Regions from separate parts of the Sus scrofa genome. Here region 1 is linked to region 2. A link is a contact called in public Hi-C data. All regions are on one chromosome and are shown on one strand. Each heading gives the region's core, a stretch centred on a gene start, on an enhancer-like site or on the middle of the called end of the contact. The rest is flanking DNA. Distances are from core to core; before and after follow the strand shown.

The links. A called contact is a pair of places that touch in the nucleus more often than the background predicts.
Region 1: a contact with region 2 is called in a Hi-C map of liver, with 2.5 times the contacts expected there. The contact joins the promoter of RPS3A here to the promoter of SH3D19 in region 2. A contact is called at or near these places in 2 of 47 Hi-C or Micro-C datasets (liver and skeletal muscle) and 1 of 2 datasets of contacts at active chromatin or transcription factors (alveolar macrophages).

Annotation. Positions count from the first base shown.
Region 1 is chr8:77,890,549-77,895,871 of Sscrofa11.1, reverse strand. RPS3A (ribosomal protein S3A) reads left to right here and starts at 2,132. Exons shown (of 6, transcript NM_001137619.1): 1 at 2,132-2,217; 2 at 2,915-3,018; 3 at 3,367-3,554; 4 at 5,066-5,274. The coding sequence starts at 2,156.
Region 2 is chr8:77,685,897-77,691,725 of Sscrofa11.1, reverse strand. It overlaps SH3D19 (SH3 domain-containing protein 19), which reads right to left and starts at 2,333. Exons shown (of 21, transcript XM_021100631.1): 1 at 1,831-2,333. It overlaps LOC102161916 (a long non-coding RNA gene), which reads left to right and starts at 1,167. Exons shown (of 3, transcript XR_304957.3): 1 at 1,167-1,640; 2 at 2,933-2,989.

The sequences.
Region 1 (5,323 bases), core at 883-3,382, 200 kb before region 2:
TTGTGTGAAATAAGAACTATGACTTTATCCTATAAGCAACTGAGATGAATGGAATTGAAAGATTTGGGGATAGGATTGGAGACTTAGGAAGATTGTTTTAGAAAGTGAGCATGTAAGGGATGGAGGCTAGAAGGACTGGAAGAGATTAAAGCACTTAAAGGCTTGTGGGAGTGACGTGAGTGGGAGTAGGTTTCTGGCTTGGTCCGGGGTTTTTTTGCCAACGGGAAGTTAGAGAAGGGAACGCAACATACCACTGGCTGAGAACCAAGCCCGTATGAGGCAGCTTTCCAGGGACTGCACCCTTGAAACTCGCAGGCTACACCTAGCCAGGATGTATTTCGTTATCCTCTGCAATTAAAAAAACACCTTGTTTTGAAAAATCAAACTATATGGGAACACTGGAATCATAGTCCCTCAGGGAAACCACAAGAAGAACTCACTCTATTTTTTCATAAAAACTTGTAATCAGTGCATAAGAAACTTAAAGAATGTAACTAGACATCATCATAAAGTGAAGTAAGTCAGAAAGAGGACAAATATTGTATGATAACGCTTATAGGTGAAAACTAAATAAAATATGGTACAAATGATCCTACCTGCAGAATAGACAGCCTCACAGACATAGAGAACAGACCTGTAGATGCCAAGGGGGAGAGGGGAGGGAGCAGGATGGACTGAGAGTTTGGGGTTAGTAGATGCAAACTATTATATTTAGAATGGATGGGCAATGAGGTCTTACTGTACAGCACAGGGAACTTCTGTCCAATCTCCTAGGACAGACCATTATGGAAAATAATATATATTAAAAAAAGAATGTATATATATGTATGACTGAGTCACTTCGCTGTATAGCAGAAATTGGCACAACTCAAAAAAAAAAAAAAAAAATAGAAAAGTACCCAAAGTGAGTTCCTTTTGTGGTTCAGTGCATTAAAAACCGGAATAGTATCAATGAGGAAGTGGGTTCGATCCCTGGCCTTGCTCAGTGGGTTAAGGAGCAGCAAGTTGCTGTGGCAGGCTTCAGTCTAAGTTTCTGATGCAGCCCCATCAGTTGCTGTGGCTGTGGTGTAGGCGATTACACCCCTAGCCTGGGAACTTCCATATGCGCGGCCCTAAAACAAAAAACAAGAACAAAAAAGAAAAGTACGCACAGAAGTGTACAGCTTTAGATTCAAATTCACAAAGCGAACATACTCCACTAACCAGCTTCCATATCAACATACAATATCCAATACCCCCGAAGTTACACTTATTTACCCCTACTAGTTTTACTGCCTCTATTTTGTTTACTTTTTTTGGCCACGCCCGCTGCATGCAAAAGTTCTCAGTCAGGAATTGAACCCACACCACGGCAGCAACCCTGGCCACAGCAGTGACAACGCCAGATCCTCAATCTGCTGTGCCACCAAGTAACTCCTTGCCTCCATTTCATGTCTCATATTATTATTATTTTTATGGCCGCACCCAGTGTCATGTGGAAATTCCCCTGCCAGGGGTGGGATTGCAGCCGAAGCTGTGACCCGAGTCACATAGGTGGGCAACGCCAGACCTTAACCCACTGCGCTGGGCCGTGGGAGTGGGGGTGGGGAGGGAATCGAACCTGCGTCCAGAGATAACGCTGGATCCTTAACCCTCTGCGCCAGAGCAAAACTACTCTGCCTCCACTTTTCTTTTTGGCCTCCACTTTAAATACCAGGAAATCGCAGCACAGACAGGTCAACAGGGCTAAATATTACTGTAACTAGCAAAGGAACCTAGACATGCTATCTACTCCCAAATCCCACGCTCCTGAGAAGACAACAGGCTTGAAGGTGAGACGGTGACTTCGGCTTTGAAAGATGTGGAATGGGCGTCCTCTTCCACGAAAACTCACTTCAGGGCGTCAGGGCCACAGAAACCCCCGTCCACCAACACGAGGCACCTCAGGCCGCCTGCGCCAGGGCCTCAGGAGCGCCCAGCCGGCGACCAGTGGCCTGCTACGCAGCCTCCCCACAGGCGAGGGCGCAGTCGCAGCTACAGTCGGAGACGTGACTCTCCCAGTTCTGAAGGCCGGAAAACGTAAGATCAAAGGTCACGTAAACGGCACGTCCCGCCCCGCACGCCTAAGTTCTCGCGCGAGTGATACTTCCGCCCTTTTGGCTCTCTGTGCAGCACCATGGCGGTTGGCAAGAATAAGCGCCTTACGAAAGGCGGCAAAAAGGGAGCCAAGAAGAAAGTGTAAGTGACAGCTGTCGTGGCACCCCGCTTCTAGGGGCTCTGCTGGAGTCGGCGGGCGGGTTCTGGATCGCGATGTGGGCCGGATGGCGAGGATGTTAGTTGGATTGCGCGGGTCGTGCCGGGTTAGTAAACTCCCGAACTGGAGCGTGGCGGATCTGGGTGTTTTTTTGCGGCGGTCCGGCTGCTTTTCCGCTGGCCCTCTGGACCTCATGCGCACCGCTTTTGAGTCGGGAGTGCCGCTGCGTCTCTGGCCTGGCATGTTCCTTACTGTGGGCTTACGGGTCTCGTAAATTCTACGAGTAATCAGTGCCCCTCCAAAAGCCGGACTTGTCAACGCAACTTTTTGTCCACCCGGGACGCTGCACCCCTCCCTTGCTATGGCCAGGTGGAACCTGGGATCTCGTAAGCTAGCATGAGGCCTTAAAGAGCCTAGGTTACTAGTATGTGTCTTAATGTGCCAATAAGGTTGAAGAGACGTGCAAGTTGTTTGGAGGTAATGCAGTCAGTATAGTGGAAGGACCGATAGGGGTGGAGAGTGTTTGGGGCATAATTTACTTGCCAGAGTGTCACATCTGCTCAGTGAAATAGATATAGTGGGAAGAGCTAGGTTTTTTAAAGTAATTAGAACAAAAACTGAGGGAGGCTTAAAACGAATTACGTTATCTGCGATAAAACCTAAGCATTTTTTTAAATCCAGGGTTGACCCATTTTCTAAGAAAGATTGGTATGATGTGAAAGCACCAGCTATGTTCAATATAAGAAATATTGGGAAAACACTGGTCACAAGAACTCAAGGAACCAGTGAGTATCTCTTTCGTCTGTATTTTTCTTAAATTGAAAAATATGTCGGTCTACTCTTGTTTCTGTGGTGGGATACGGTGAGGGAATGTCAGCTATTGGTGACAACTTTGGCCCCTTTAGGGCTTGTTTTTAATACAACACTTGGAGAAGCGAGGTGGTACTTTTAGAATTAGCAAAAAATGTTCGTATTTTTGAGCTTCTAATGAGCAGTCAGTAAGTCATTGGTGTCCATATGGATTTGGTAAACAAAAGTTAATGTCTTTATTATTAGTTTAAGTTTAATGCATGAAATTTATCTTTCTTGCCTTAATATGTTTTCTAACGTTAACACGATTGTTGTTTTTATAGAAATTGCATCTGATGGCCTCAAGGGTCGTGTGTTTGAAGTGAGCCTTGCTGATCTGCAGAATGATGAAGTTGCATTTAGAAAATTCAAGCTGATTACTGAGGATGTTCAGGGCAAAAACTGCTTGACCAACTTCCACGGCATGGATCTTACCCGTGACAAGATGTGCTCAATGGTCAAAAAATGGCAGGTGAGAACAGAAGTTGAGTGGTCCTGTGGTGTTTGTGACCAAAGATGTTGTGGTTTAAGGTCAGAAAGGTGTTGAGGTTTAGATTTCATTTTAAGTCCTGTTATTGAGTGGATTCTGGGATTGGCACTTGAACTTGATCAACAACAGTGAGGTTGTGTAAATTACCTGTGTAAATTGAATTCATCTCACAGCCCTGGTGCATGGATTAGTAGCTGGTTGAAGAACGTCTAGGTGCAGGTTTGCCGTTTTAGTTTTGCCTGTCTTCAGAGTACCTCTGGACCTCAAAGTCTAGCGAATTTTAGAGAATTTTATTGGGAAAGGGTGGATTGGGCTAGTTTTGTTTGATTACCTGTTTTGCTGTAATGGGTGTGACAGAGTCTCTGGTGTGGGGTTGAAATCTTGGTTCCTTTCTCCAGTTATTCTTTCTGGAAGGTAACTTAAAGCTTGCTAAGCCTTGGTTTTCTTAATCTGTAAAATGTTGGTGAGAGTGTTACCATAAGGTGAGAGTTAATGAGGATAAGTAAAAGATCCATGCAAACATGCTTATACAGAGCTTGACACAGAAAGCACTTGTACCTGTTAGTATTACTACAGGGATTAGTTACATTTGTTCAGATGTGTCCTGTTAACCATCCCCTTTGGGGATATTTTCTATGTGGGAATGAATGATGACAAAATGTTTCGGTCCCATATGATACATTTTGATTCTACCGTTACATTTATTTCTGACATTCCCTTAAGGTTTTATAGTTGCATTCCTGGAAACCATTTAAGGTCTTTTCACTATAGTTGTATTATATTCATTCTTTAAACTGTGGTGTAAGATTTACAAAATACAAAGAAAGCAGTTCATTTTTTCACTATCTCAGATAGTTTTTTCTGAATTTAGACAGTAATAGAAGTATAGATTTTAAAAGTTATATTTTATATGTGTAAATGTTTAATCCTCAGCATGGCTTTAGTTTGGAACATAGAAGAAATTTAAATATATATATATTCTTTTGCAGAGTTAAAGAACTGATTGGGGAAAGAACAGGTTGTTAAAGGCTGGCATGTTTCTGTAAAAGGCATGTGAATGGAAGAGGGTGGGTGCTGTTCACATAGGTGATTATGAGGATAGAAGTTACCCAGAGGGGAGGAGGGAAGACAGCTGAGAGGATATTTATTCAGTTACAAGTGGAGGGTAGATAGTAAGAATTCAGGGTAACTGCACTTGAAGGAGGTTAATTCTGTAAATTAAACTAGTCATTTATCATACTTAATATTGTGAAATGAGTACTTGACCTGCCAGCTTTTTAGAATTGGGGTTTGAGGGCTAAACATTGATAACATGGTGGTGCACTGGGTTAAGGACCTGGTGTTATCACTGCAGTGGCTTGGGTTGCTTCTGTGGCAAGTGTTCAGTCCCTGGCCCCAGAATTTGCATTTGTTGTAGGCAAAGCCAAAAAAAGAAAAAAAGCAAACCCCACAAAATCTGATATATCTGACAGGTTTTTTTTTTTTTTTACTAGACCATGATTGAAGCTCACGTTGATGTCAAGACTACCGATGGTTATTTGCTTCGTCTGTTCTGTGTTGGTTTTACTAAAAAACGCAACAATCAGATTCGGAAGACCTCTTACGCTCAGCACCAACAAGTCCGCCAAATCCGGAAGAAGATGATGGAAATCATGACCCGAGAGGTGCAGACAAATGACTTGAAAGAGGTGGTCAATAAATTGTAAGTGCTTTCCCTCACACAGCACAGCCCTCAGATGAGGGAAGCATAT
Region 2 (5,829 bases), core at 1,084-3,583:
ACACAACTAACAGATGCCCAAGCTTGGTAAGGAATGCGATGGAGTCTGAAAACCAAGGGAACCACTGAGAAGGAGGAGCACAGCTTGCAAAGAAATGTAAACAATTAAATAATGTATCTCAAAAGAAAGTGGACCAATAAGGGCAAGTTTAACCCTCCACCTACTCCACACTACCTCTGGCTCTCAGCCCTTCATAGAGACAGGGTATATGCAATGGTTAGAAATTGCAAGCACCAATCTCTGAGTGCAAAGTGCACTAGGTCATGTCTCAGCAAAATATTATCACGGAACATAGAAAAGCTCTGCTAGCCTTGGGAAACTAAGGAACTGGTAAAAAAAAAAAAAAAAAAAAAAAGTCACAAAAGGCCATTTCCACCAACCTTGTAATAAATACACATATTGCAACTAAATTATAAACATATATCTGGATCATGTCTAGTCTGACCTCAGGCACAGTTCTTCACAGTACAGTAAGCGAAACTTTTTGCTGGAGGGAAATAGAGGAGTCCAAGGTATATTTAAATCAGTGACTATACAAAGAGGATATTACGGAGGAACATCTTTGTATTTTCATTGTACTATTAAAACAATTATTTACTCATATCCAGCAAGTACCCATTATTTCATTAGGTCTGGGTTAATACTGAACAAAACTAACAATTAGCTTCAAAATGGTGGTTGTTTTTGTGGACAGTCAAATGCCTTCTTTTGTTGGAAAGAGTAATGGGCAAAAGGAATTATTTTTTTAAGGCTCCAAAATCCTACCAGAGGCATCAAATTGACTATCTCTTCGAAGATGTTCCACTCAAACTCTTTCCTTTCATCCCATCTTCTACCCTTGATTTCTACCCATTATCTTCTTTCAGTTCTACAACTTTCTCTTAGGTTAAGGGATCCACATAGAAAAGTTTCTCCATGGCTTATTGGAACCTTTGCTATATTCCCCTTTAAAAGAGGCGGTAATGAACGTTCACATCTGAATCTTTCTCACATCTCTATCTCCCTTTCGTTGTCATCTCTCTCAGCTTGTTCTTCCCTCTTGTTTTCAGATAACTGGCTGATCCAGTTGGAACCAAAACCCAAAGAATTTCCTCTCTATTGTGTCTAACTGAAAAGCTGCCCCGGAAAAAGGGAAGGGGTGTGGATGTGAGCTAATTCATAATTCACTCTTCCATTTATGTGCCAAACTATTGATCCGTGCCGCTTCTGTGCACCCCCCCAAACACAAGATCATAAAAGTAGTTATAGGTCCAGAAATGATTCTCAGCCTAAATGAACCCCCTTTTGGGATGCTATCTATATTGGGGGGGGGGGAGCGGGCTCACAAAACAACTCTAAAGCAAGTCCTGTAGAAAACTGGTGAGCTCCGGCGATTAAGGGTTAGGTGGACTGTCACAGGTCCAAAGTTCAAGAGGCACCGAAACCCGACTGGACTAAACACGTGGTTCGACCCAGCTGCGACAGCGCAGGGAAACCGATCGGGAGGGGGCATTCTCCAGCGAGACGGCCGAAGCCAGAGCCTTCGTCCTCTGACTCATCCGGAGATAAGTAACCACAGGGGCCGCAAGTTCCAAGCCAGCCGCTCCTGGATTTGGTTTGCAAGGGAAAATGTGTTGTTTCGGCTGCAGGGTCACTCACAGGTCGGAATTTCCTCGGGTTCGGCACGAAAGCAAGGATGGGGATGGAAAAGCCATTCTCCCTCCCGCTCGCCTCCAAGAGTTAAAGGTGCCGGTCCCCTCGGGGCGGGTGGGGGAGCTGACGGTGTCCGGGGCAGGACCCGCGCGGCCCCCCGACCCCCCGGGTTCCCCTGGCGCTGCCCACGCCCCTCACCTGCGGCCGAGTGGCCCGAGAGCGCACGGCCCCGGGCGCGGCGCGGGCCCCCGAGCTCGCGGCGCTCGCGCAGCTCCTCGTCCTCGTCCTCCCGCCGCCGGCCCTCAGCCATCGGCGAGCTGCGGGCCCCGCGCGCCGTCCGCCAGCTCCCGGCGTCCCGCGCCAGCAGCCTCCCGACCTGGGAGGCGGCCCAGGAGAGGAGGAGGCGGAGGCGGCGGCGGAAGCGGTTACCTCCGCGGCTCCACCTGCAGCCCGCGGGAGCGGCCGGGCGCTGGCCGGGCCGGTTACCCCGCCTCCTGGCGCGCACCGGCGGCCTCCTTCTCCCGGCGCTAGCTCTCCCACTCGCTTCCCCCTTCCTCTCTCCCTTCCCCGCCCGACAGAGCTGGAGCCGCGATCGGGCGGGTTCTGGCCGGGCCTCGCCTCCTCGGGGAGGGGTTACTGGCCGCCGAGGCCGCCCCACCGCCCCACGCGCTGGAACCACCCGCGCCGCCAAAACAAACGTGTGCAAAATAAATAAACGGGATAGGAAGGGGGCAGAGAGGAGGTGGCCTGGCCTCTTCCTGCCCTTTCACAATATTCCGGTGTCAACAGGAAACCCATTTGCTTGACACTTAAACAAAAGGAGGAGGAGAAACCGGCCCCGCAGCCGGGCTCGGGGAGATGGGGCCGCTGGAGCCTCTGAACTTGGGAACAAACTTCGCTGGCGCCTCTACGTTGCACGTATACCTTTCCCTCTCGTTTTGCCCTTTTAAATCAGAGCATTTGGGCGAAGCACAGAGAATTTTTAGGGCAGTGAAACTACTCTGTATCATACTGTAGTGGTGGCTACATGCCCTTATACATTTGTTCAAACCTATAGAATGTACAAGAAGAAAAGTGAACCCTAATGAGAAAGACAGACTTGCAGTGGTTGTGATGTGTCAGACTAATTCCATCAATTATAACAAATGTACCACTCTGCGGGGCATGTTGATAGTGGGAGAGGCTGTACGTGCGTGGGGGCCAAAGAGTCGTGGAAAAATCTCGGTCTTCAGCTCAGTTTTGCTGTGAACCTGAAATTACCCCCAAATATAAAGTCTAATTTAATTTTTTTTTTTTTAAGGAGTTCCCATCGTGGCGCAATGGTTAACGAATCCGACTAGGAACCATGAGGTTGCAGGTTCGATCCCTGGCCTTGCTCAGTGGGTTAACGATCTGGCGTTGCTGTGAGCTGTGGTGTAGGTCGCAGACGCGGCTCGGAGGCTCAGATCCTGCGTTGCTCTGGCTTAGGCTGGCAGCTACAGCTCGGATTAGATCCCTAGCCAGGGAACCTCCATATGCCGCGGGAGGTGCCCAAGAAATGGCAAAAAGACACACACACACACAAATATATATATACATATATATATACACACATATACACACACACATATATATACATATATACACACACACATATATATACATATACACACACACATATATATACATATATTTTTTTTTTTAATCGGGCCTCGCCGTATTCTAGTTAACTTAGGGTTAGAAATGGCCACCATCCCTAGAAGATGTATTTAAGAGCCAGGTAACATTGTTTGCAAAGAGGCAATTTAGTGAAGTGACAGAGCAGTTGTTCTGGAGTCAGAAGCTGTCATTTGAAGCGCTTAGCTAAAGCTGAAAAGAATGGGGTAAGAAAGTTTATTATGGGAGTTCCTGTCATGGCGCAGCAGAAACAGTCCGACTGGGAACCACTTGCAGGTTTGATTCCTGGCCTTGCTCAATGGGTTAAGGATCTGGCATTGCTGTGAGCTGCGGTGTAGGGTGGCAGCTGCAGCTCTGATTCGACCCCTAGCCTGGGAGCCTTCATACACCACAAGTGTGGCACCAAAAAAAAAAAAAAAAAATTGTTATATATGTTTGAATAGTACACATATTGGGTTCAGTACGTGCACATACACACTTTTATACAGATAGAGGCAGATTCTAAAAATCTCAGAAAAAGGTGCAAACAGCAGGCAGAGACATTGCCTGGACATGAAGCCATGGGAACCTCCCAGGTGGAATGAAGAGGCCTTTATCTTCAGCTTCTTGGTCTATTTTTGAGAGCCTGTGAGGGCTCCTCATGTTCAGCATGTAAGAGAAAAAGAGAGGGAGAAAGGGGTCACTGAAAATAGAATCACCAACCACACCTGAGCACTGTCTCTTTACTTTTTTAGTAGTAATGGTTGCTGCCAAAGAAAAATCTTTCTTATCTGCTTTTGGGCAGATAAGAACCACAATTGATTTTGTGGAATTGAGGTCAAATCACAAGTGTAAACGTTATTATTCCTGCATAAGCTGTCAAATAGGTAGACATATGAAAAACTCGACATTAAGCTAGAAAGAAGAAAAGGTTCTAGACCTTTAGGGTTGTTTTAAGTCTTTGATTAACTTTAAGAGAAAGCATATTTGTCACTTAACCTTAGAGGATTAAGAATCAATTGGAACCCCAACCCAGACAGCAGCACAACCTCCCAAAGCTGTTGGGGTTGATCTCCACTGTTCAGATTCCTAGTTTGCAAAGGGCTGAAAGTGTTCAGGCTTTCCCATTCAAGCAGCACTTTAGGAACCCACACTCTTCTTTCGAGGTTTGGCTCAAGCCCACTTTCCATTCAACAAAATTTGTGTAACCATTGTATGAGAAATACTAAATGCTGTGGGGAGATTCAAAAAAGGAAAGAAATACTTACCCTGGAAACCTAAGGTAGGTGCTTTTGACATAGCATTTCTCTCTCTCTCTCTCTCTCTCTTTTTTTTTTTTTTTTTTGGCTGCACCTATGGCTTGCAAATCAAACCTGTGCCACAGCAGTGACAACGCCAGATTCTTAATCTGCTGTGTCAGTTTTCTCATTTTAAATGAACAAAACCCATTTCCTGACCTCCAGTGACAGAGGAGGATCTATCCAGTTTACCACAAAACAAGGCAAACTTTGGTATAATAAAGATACAGTTTTAGACAAGGGTGCCAAGATAATTCAATGGAGAAAGAATTGTCTTTATAAGTGGATAATCACATGCAAAAGAGAGAGTGTGCATCCTACTTTATACCATATTCAAATTAACTCAAAATGGATGACAAATCTAAATGTAAGAGTTAGAACTATAATGCTCTTCAAAGAAAACTTCAAAGTTAAATTTAAAAGATTTAATCCTTAAATAGGATTAAACTGTAGTGACCTTGCATTAGGCAATAGCTTCTTAGATCGGCACCAAAGTATACAACCGACAAAAGAAAAAATAAATTGGACCTTGCCAAAATTAAACACTTTCTTGCTTTCTAGGACATTATCAAGAAAGTCAAAAGACACCCCTCAAAATACAAGAAATATTTGTAAATCATATATCAGACTTGTCTTCTGAATATATAAAGAACTCCCAACTCAACAATAAAAAAAAAGAAAGCCCAATTTTTAAAAGGATATTTCCAAAGAAGATATATAAATGGCCAATATGAACAGGAAAAGATGTTCAACATGATTAGTCAACAGGAGCAAGTAAATTAAAATCTCAGTGAGGTACCACTTGACACATAACAGGATAGCTAAGATTTAAAAAGATGGATGATATTAAGTGTTGATAAGGATATGGAGAAATTTCAGCCCTCATACATGGTTGGTAGGAATGTAAAATGGCACAGCCACTTTGGAAAACTGTCCTCCAAAAGGTAAATATAGAGTTACCATATAATGCAGGAGTTATAGGTATATACTTAGGGAAATGAAAAACAAGTCCACACTAAAACTTGTACATGAATGCTCACAGTGACATTATTTATAACAGGCAAAAAGTAGATATAGCCAAATACTCATCAGTTGGTAAATGGATAATAAAATGTGGTATCGCCATATAATGAAATATTATTTTGCCATAAAAATGAAGTAAAAATATGCGACAACATGAATGAAACTTGAAGACATTACACTAAATGTATTTTTCATTTTTTAATTAAAGTACAGTTGATTTACTGTGTTGTGCCAGTTTCGG